Regions from separate parts of the Mus musculus genome. Here region 2 is linked to region 1. Evidence: chromatin contacts called from public ChIA-PET data. All regions are on one chromosome and are shown on one strand. Each heading gives the region's core, a stretch centred on a gene start, on an enhancer-like site or on the middle of the called end of the contact. The rest is flanking DNA. Distances are from core to core; before and after follow the strand shown.

Evidence for each region. ChIA-PET counts read pairs in DNA pulled down with a chosen protein or histone mark.
Region 2: an RNA polymerase II ChIA-PET map of memory CD8 T cells shows a contact between it and region 1, with 18 read pairs. The contact joins two enhancer-like sites. A contact is called at or near these places in 2 of 484 Hi-C or Micro-C datasets (both in CD8 T cells), 3 of 115 datasets of contacts at active chromatin or transcription factors (embryonic stem cells and memory CD8 T cells) and 1 of 9 other capture datasets (embryonic stem cells).

Annotation. Positions count from the first base shown.
Region 1 is chr6:140,439,201-140,442,952 of GRCm38.p6, reverse strand. The region is part of intron 3 of Plekha5 (pleckstrin homology domain containing, family A member 5); the gene reads right to left. Among named protein-coding and RNA genes, the nearest start is that of Plekha5, 17 kb to the right of the region's middle. Within about 2 kb of position 2,017, at least 11 of the 459 cell types and tissues checked have an H3K27ac peak or open chromatin away from gene starts, as enhancers often do. A contact at or near this core is called in CD8 T cells and memory CD8 T cells, where this site is marked.
Region 2 is chr6:140,706,214-140,709,965 of GRCm38.p6, reverse strand. The region is part of intron 4 of Gm30215 (a long non-coding RNA gene); the gene reads right to left. Among named protein-coding and RNA genes, the nearest start is that of Gm30215, 28 kb to the right of the region's middle. Within about 2 kb of position 1,720, at least 51 of the 459 cell types and tissues checked have an H3K27ac peak or open chromatin away from gene starts, as enhancers often do. A contact at or near this core is called in CD8 T cells and memory CD8 T cells, where this site is marked.

The sequences.
Region 1 (3,752 bases), core at 768-3,267:
TGAAGAAGACTAAAAGCAGGAGCTTTGAAGTCTGCAGACAAGTTGCTTCTACCATACTAGAGCTGCCAGCCAACGGTATAGAGTCGGTGGGGCTGCGTGTATGCTAGCACACGCTTTAATCCCAGCTTATGAAGGAAAAGGCAAGAGGATCTCCGAGTCTGAGGTTAGTCTGATCTACAGCTACACAGTGACCTCCAGGACCACCAGGGCTACAGAGTGAGACCCTGTCTTTAAGGGGGGGGGTGGGGTGGGGGGGTGTTCTCTAGGATTTCTGCTTCAAGCTCCTGCCCCGACACCTGTCAAGAACTTGGAAGTTCCCTCCCATAAGTTACCTTTGATCGGTGTCCTTCACAGCAACAGAAAGCTAACTAGACTCCCTTTTTCTATGTCAATTTTCTCAGTTACCTCGTCACACTGAGGGAAAGCTAACACAGTAAAGCCTGGAGTTCAATTCTGCAGTACCAAATTAAAAACAAAAAATAAAGCCTGACTTGTATTGCACAATTGTTTAATTACACAGATTATTTTAACAGTCTTACTACTTTCATTGCAGCAAGTCTGACTGAAGAGTGGAGGGAAGAAAAATAATTGATGTTAATTATTCTTCATGTACAGCCCCTGTCTATGAGCTTAATGTCATTTTTATAACGATTCCCAGGGGCTTCTGGGGATTTGTAGCCTTCCACTGTTGTCATTCCTACACGGCTGCCTCAGCCAACTCTGTGATAGAAGGCCACCAAAGTCTGCTCTGGTTCCACACATGCTGTGAATTTTCAAAAAGAGGCAAAGGAAGAGGTTATATTTGCAGTGAAGATGTCCACCTTAACACTCATGCAAGAAACTAACAAAAAAGGAAAAATATAAATATGAAATCTTGATCCTTGGGTTTTAGATTTGATTTATTTAATAACTAGAATTATATGAATTAATTAAACTATCTCCTCAGTACTTGCACATGTTATTAATGTTTGGCATATTTAAATAGTTCACATTTGGAAAATGCCATTTCTAGTTTTAAAAGATTACTACAAAAAAACCCATAGAGAAAATATGAATAATCTTAAATGAATATAGAATCAGTCTCCTATGTATGTATTTCACATCCAGAGATTTATCAGTTGTGGACAGAAAGCATCAAGGGAAAAGGCAAAGTGTCTGAAAAGAGGCTCTGGGATGGCCACACAGGGATAAGAAGCTGAGGCCATCAAGGGAAGGGATGAAACAGACCCCACTATATAGCTACCATCATTCCACGATGTTTGGTCTCAGCACCACTTGTCTGAGAATTACTCCTCAAGTCTTACTCATATACTACATCATAGGCCTATGACGACTGAGTCTGTACTGAACGCATACAACTCTTCTAGTCATTATCCCTAAGCCAGTATGGGGTAAGGGGTGATTAACGCACATTTCCATTCCATTAGGTATCTAGGTAGACTAAAGATGATTTAAAGTATACAAGAAGGTGTGTGTGTGTGTGTGTGTGTGTGTGTGTGTGTGTGTGTTGCACGTAAATACCACACTTCATAAGGAACTTAATCCCTTGCAGACTTTGCTATGCACTTAGACAGTGTAGCAGGCTGTGTAGATTTAGAACTTTAGCACCAAAAAGTTCACGTAAATCTACCTGAACACCAGTCTAGAGCTTCCTGGGATGCCCTCCACCTTTCAGCAAATGAGACTCTGGCCTAAGGGTATCGTTTCTCTAAGAATCTATTAATTAATGCCAATAGCCATCGTCCCTCATCTTCCCGATTTGCCCTCTGACCCCACTTTAGTCCTACCGAGCTCTGTACTTTCTTTGCAGCCTGTAAGGGAGCCAGCTACGGAGCAGCTCCTTCACTACCACCCTGCACCCTGGCCTTGCATCCTAGCCTCTTAGGGCATCACCTCAGCATCTAACTCTCAATGACTTTCTCCTGAGGACATGAACTCTGCACTCTCTCAAACAGTTCAGCCAGCTACACCTCCACCAACCACATCCTCTCTTTAGAACCTGGTTACCCCATAACTGGCACATAACAACCCCAGTTTCAGTGGCCACACCATACCGCACCACACTCCAGTAAGCATGCTTACCTACACTCCCTGTGTAGCATCTCTGGTCTTGGGAGAAACTCTACCCTAATCCATTAGCTGTCTTCTTGCTCCACACCCCACCTTCCAAGTATGAAGTCTAACTGTGAACAGATTTTCCTCCTCCTCAGTCTTCAGATTGCCTAACTTTTATTGTATTTGTGCAGTAAGCGTTTGTGGCTTCACCTCTGCATTTTCTCTGAGCTCCCAGACTTCCGCCATGATGAACTAATTCCCTACAGTGTACTGAAGACACAGGTTTTTCCATGTGGTATTTTAACAAGTTTGTTGCTTATGATAAAAATCCCATAAGCAGAGAAAAGGTTTGAGAATGTTGTGATAACCAGGGCCAGAGGCCCTGCACGCGTGTGAAGCTCACATCACTACAAAGAGTAGACAAAACCTCAATGCGAGGAAGCAAGCTTACAGGGAAAATAAAGGTGGGTTAGAATGACAGCAAGTGCCTGATCGCCAGGCGGGGGAGTGGGCATGGGCAGAGCTCTGAGCTTGCCTTCTAGAAACCTGTCCTAAAACACAATGAAACTCAGGCAGTTCCTCTAGGCCCACTCTGGCCCTGCTGAGACTACCAAGTCAAGTACACACAGCAGTACAACAACATAACTCTACTCTGTATGATTTAGAAATTAACTTTTAATAAAAATACTAAGTTTCTTTGTAAAAGAAGACAGAATCCGTAATAAGTCCACTGTTCAGTTTAATCCTGTATTTGAAATGGGGAGAGGGGTCAATAATGTTTTTCTGCATATGCTATTGGATTTGAAGTATTCCATTTTTTTCTTTTCCTCTGAATCTGGTGGTGTAAGTCTGCTCTCGTCACAAATGCAAACTACTTCACCCCCAGCCCTGAGTCTGAGCTGCTGGTGAGACTACCACTGGCCAACCAGTGGAAGAGGTCAGAGGTCACACCACCCCAGGACGAAGACCAGGCTTCAAGAGACCCATGAGTGTGCTCTTTTACTTGAATGCTTTTTCTTGGTAATTAAAAAGAAAAATGTGTACAGGTATTTGTCTGTATCTGTGCACTATATGGACGTGTGATGCCCACAAACTACAGAGGGTGCTGGATCCTTTGGGCTGGAGTTACAGATGGTTTATGAGCCATCATGTGGAGATTAGGGACTGAACCTAGGTCATCTAAAAGAAATATCAATGTTCTTAAGCTTAAGAAGGTAGCCTACAGCATGAATACTGTACGCAAAAAAGATCTGTGTCCTGGTCAGGGTGGCACAAATGTTATCACGCTGCTCAGAACACCATAGAGTTCAAAATGTATGAAATATTTATTTCTGATACTTTTCATTTAATATTTTCGTACTACTGCTGACCACAGATATAAGAAAACTGCAGAAAACAGAACTACAAATAAGAGGCCAATGACAGCAGTCCAGAGCAGCCAGTATCAAAAACACCTTTCGCCTTTTCCTTCACAGAGAGGAGCAGGCCCAGCAGAAACTAGAAGAACTGCTTGGGATGGCCCCAAGGATGCACACAGAACCACACACACAGTGGTCGTGCGGTGCCCGTTTCTTCCCTCCTGCAGCAGTCTCTGTAACCTGGGCTGGGCGGCCTCGAGCTCAGCGTCAGTTACTAAGCTTTCCTACTGTTTGTGATACAGTGATAGCTGCTGGGGCGAGCTCTGATTCTTCCCATCT
Region 2 (3,752 bases), core at 471-2,970, 270 kb before region 1:
AATCATGTCTGTTGGAGGTGGAGTAAGTGCTAGCAGGGTCCAGAAGAGGGCAGTGGTCCCCAGAGAGCCAGAATTACAGGTGGCTGTGAGCCACACAGCTTGGTTCCTCTGTAAGAACAGTAGGTGTCCTTCATCACTGAGTTACCTTTCCAGCCCTTAACTTACAGGCCTTTTCAGTGTTGACGCAGGAAGTATCCCAGGCCCCATACAATGCTGAGGTCCATAGAAGAGGATTCCTGGAGAGAACCCCTGTCCCCACCACCTCCACAGTCTCATACTGCAAAGCCCTGAATGCCCTTCCTTGGAGTTCTCTCGGACCCACTCTGCTGCATTAGTGACGGCCAGGGCAGAGGGAGAAGCCTGGGGACCCCCTCCCCCATGCTCTGTGCAGAGCCCTGACAACTGAGCTCTTAATTTAATAAGGAAGCAAGCCCCATTCCTTGAGACCACTTAGCCAAGGCCGGGTACCAGCTGCCTTAGGTCAGCAGAAACACCCATAGCTTTTCCTCCTTAGAAGGCGGCCCTCCGCCTGTGGTTACACACCTCCCACCCCAAAGGATTCCTGATGGGCTGAAGGAATCACAGACCGCAGGGAACCTTCCTTTGTCTCATGGAGATGGCTTAATGTCCTTTCTTAGGAAGTACAGTTTTCTACTGACCAAGAGATCTGAGCAGGGTATCTGTAGTGCATGTCCCTGCAGGAAGGAAAATATGTTGTCAACACATGCAATCCAACATGCACTTGGAGTACATTGTTGTCTGGGGTTTGCTTGTGTTTCTTACTTTTGGGGGTTTTTTGATTGTTTGTTTGTTTTAAAACAGTCTCACTCTAGCTCAGGCTGGCCTGAGCTGGACTTACCACCACGTCATCCAGGCTGCCTCAAACTCTTATGATCCTCCTGCCTCTGCCTCCTCAGCACTAGGTCTATAGCCATGTTTCACTCTGCCTAGCTTGAGTTGCTGTTTTTTAAGCAGTTTTGTGGTGTTGTTGTTGCTGCTGCTGTTGTTGTTGTTGCTGTTGTTGTTGCTGCTGTTGTTTTGTTAGCCACCGCCCTGGCTTCCCTCAGGACACAGACTTGCTTGCACTCTCACAGCCTTGAACTCAAAAATTTGAGACCAGGCTGGGTAACAGAGCATAACCTCTGTCAATAAGAAGGGATGGGAAAGAGGACGATAAAGAAGAGGGGGAGAAAGGGGGAGAGAGGAGCGAGGGGGAGGAGGGAGGAGGGAGGAAGGAGAAGGGGAAAGGAGATTTAAACTAGACAAACATGTAAAGCAATATAGTGTGTCCTAGAAACCCAGAGGAACTTTGGACATGCAGATATAGTTTCCCCCAGAATTATATTTACCAAAACTGGATAATATGTGTCATTTTTCAAGCCATTGCCTAAAATTCAACTACACACACACACACACACACACACACATATATATATCAAGTGAAAGAAAAAAATTCTCATTAACCACAAAATTCAAAACGATCTAGGCCAGAGCTGTTGAGAATAAGGTAACAGCAGAAATTAATCATTAAGTTACAAAGAAAACTTGCGAAGTTAAAAGCCGTCACCCCAAACGGCGTTTTCAGGGTAATGATGTTTCAAGCTGCAATTTCAGAGACGTTTCCTGTGCATGTTTTTGCGGTTAAGGTCCCTGTTTCTGATGTGCACTTTCAAAACCAAAGGCACGTACATTTACAAAGCAATGCCAATGTAGAAAGAAGAAAAAAACCCTTTTCTTTCCACCAATGTGTACATGAAACACTAACCTCAAAGCGTTCCTATGCTTGAGCAAAACAGGATTCTGAGTCTCTCCTCCCCCACCCTCACTTCGAGGCCATCTCCGTGGAGAGACTTCCCACAGGAAAGGCTTCTTAAACTCAAGTGAAGGCAAATCTCAGCAGACAGGTCTCGTCAACTGTGTTTGCCCCGAGGTAAACCACCCATCCAGCGATATTTCCACACACCTGCCCATTCTTCATCAAATGTAATCCCAAAGTGTCCACTTCTCCCTGGGTCTTTGGGTCTGAAGGCTCCTACATCACAAAAACAGTAAATACAGTCCTTAGACTTTTATCTTGTTAATCTCTCTCTCCTTGTACAGGGTGTGACTGTTTATCTTGACAATTTGACTGGATTTGAAATCTCCTAGTGTGCTCCGGAGGGTTTCCCAGAGAGGTTGGACAGAGGAGCAAACATCCACCGTGCATGTGAGCTGCACCATCCACAGACTGTGTCCTGGGTGAACAAGAAGCTGAAAGGAAGAGAACCCCAGCCTTCATCCCTGGTTCCTGACTGCTGGTGACCAGCTGCCTCAGCCTCCTGCTGGCATGTCCTCTCCCTCCCCAGCTCCCTTAAACTGTGAGGTACAAGTCCCAGCCTTTCTTGAGTTGCTTCTGTCAGACATTTTGTCTCAGCAGCCAGGAATGTTGACTGCAAGTCCTGCGTGGGGTGAGGGAGACAGTACCTGCCTGTCCTCTACAAACCTTCCACGTCACAGCTCATCCTAGGCCAACAGGCAGATTAACAAGAATGCAGCATGCAGCTGGACGTGGTAAGACCTTTGACAAATCAAAAGAAACTAGAGGCCCAAAGAGTCCGTGAAACCTGAGCATTTAAATTCACGTGAGGTTGGGAGCCAAATACGGACTTTTGAGAAGGAAGAGGACAAAAGCAACCGGGGAGCTGCTCACGGCAGCACAGATGTGTCTCTGTGCCCCGGTGGTCAGAAACAAGGATGCTTCCCTCAGCGATGAGACAACCTCGCTCACGGAGCTCTTATCACCTGCTTCCTCAACAGGCACAATTCCTTCCTGTGTTTTATCCGGCTGAAGAGATAGCTCAGTCAAGGAAGTACTCATCACACAAACATGTGGTCCTGAGTTTGATCCCCAGAACCCATATGAAAAATGTCAGGCACTTGGAAGGCAGAGATAGGATCGTGCCTGGGGCTTAAGGAACTGCTAGACTAGCCCATTCCAGGCCAGTGACAGACAGCAAGGTGAATATGGACTAAGGAACAACAGCCAAAGTTGACTCTGGCTTACCCATACACAAATGTGTGCCACACACACACACACACACACACACACACACACACACACGCACGCACGCACGCACGCACGCACAAACACGCGCGCACGTGCATGTGCACAAAGACTTGGGGGCGGGATGTTAGGCAAGCAGGGACTTGAGGAAGCTTTACTTCCTAGGTTTTATGACTCATTGATGGGGGAAAAGGTGACCTTCCTAGCCAAGCATAAGTCACTCTGATGGTTAATCTTGTCAATTCCGTGAAATCTGGAGTCACCCGAGACAAACCAGTGCCATGACCAGAGTCTCAGACTAAAAAGAAAAATGAGCCTGCAGACAATGGGGCTCAGGTTTAATCCCTTCGCTCCCTAAGCTGACTTGACTATATTTTCATCCCAGCAATAAGATAAGTAATGACCACTGGCAACCTGAGCCCCATCGTCACCGCAGCCAGCCACCGAGCTCTACGGGCAGGTTGTTTCTGCTAATACTAGTTTGATTTCTATAAAAATATCAAGCAACCAACCCTTTGAAAAGTCAGCAAGGGATATACTGCAGAGGTTAGGCCACATTCAAGATAAAATCAAATCAGACCCTGTGATATGTACATGTGTTTTGGCTGCATACCATGTGTATGCAGTACTGATGGAGGCCTGAAGAGGGCAATAGAGCCACTGGAACTGGAGTTACAACTCGTAGTGAGCCACCATGTGGGTGCTGGGA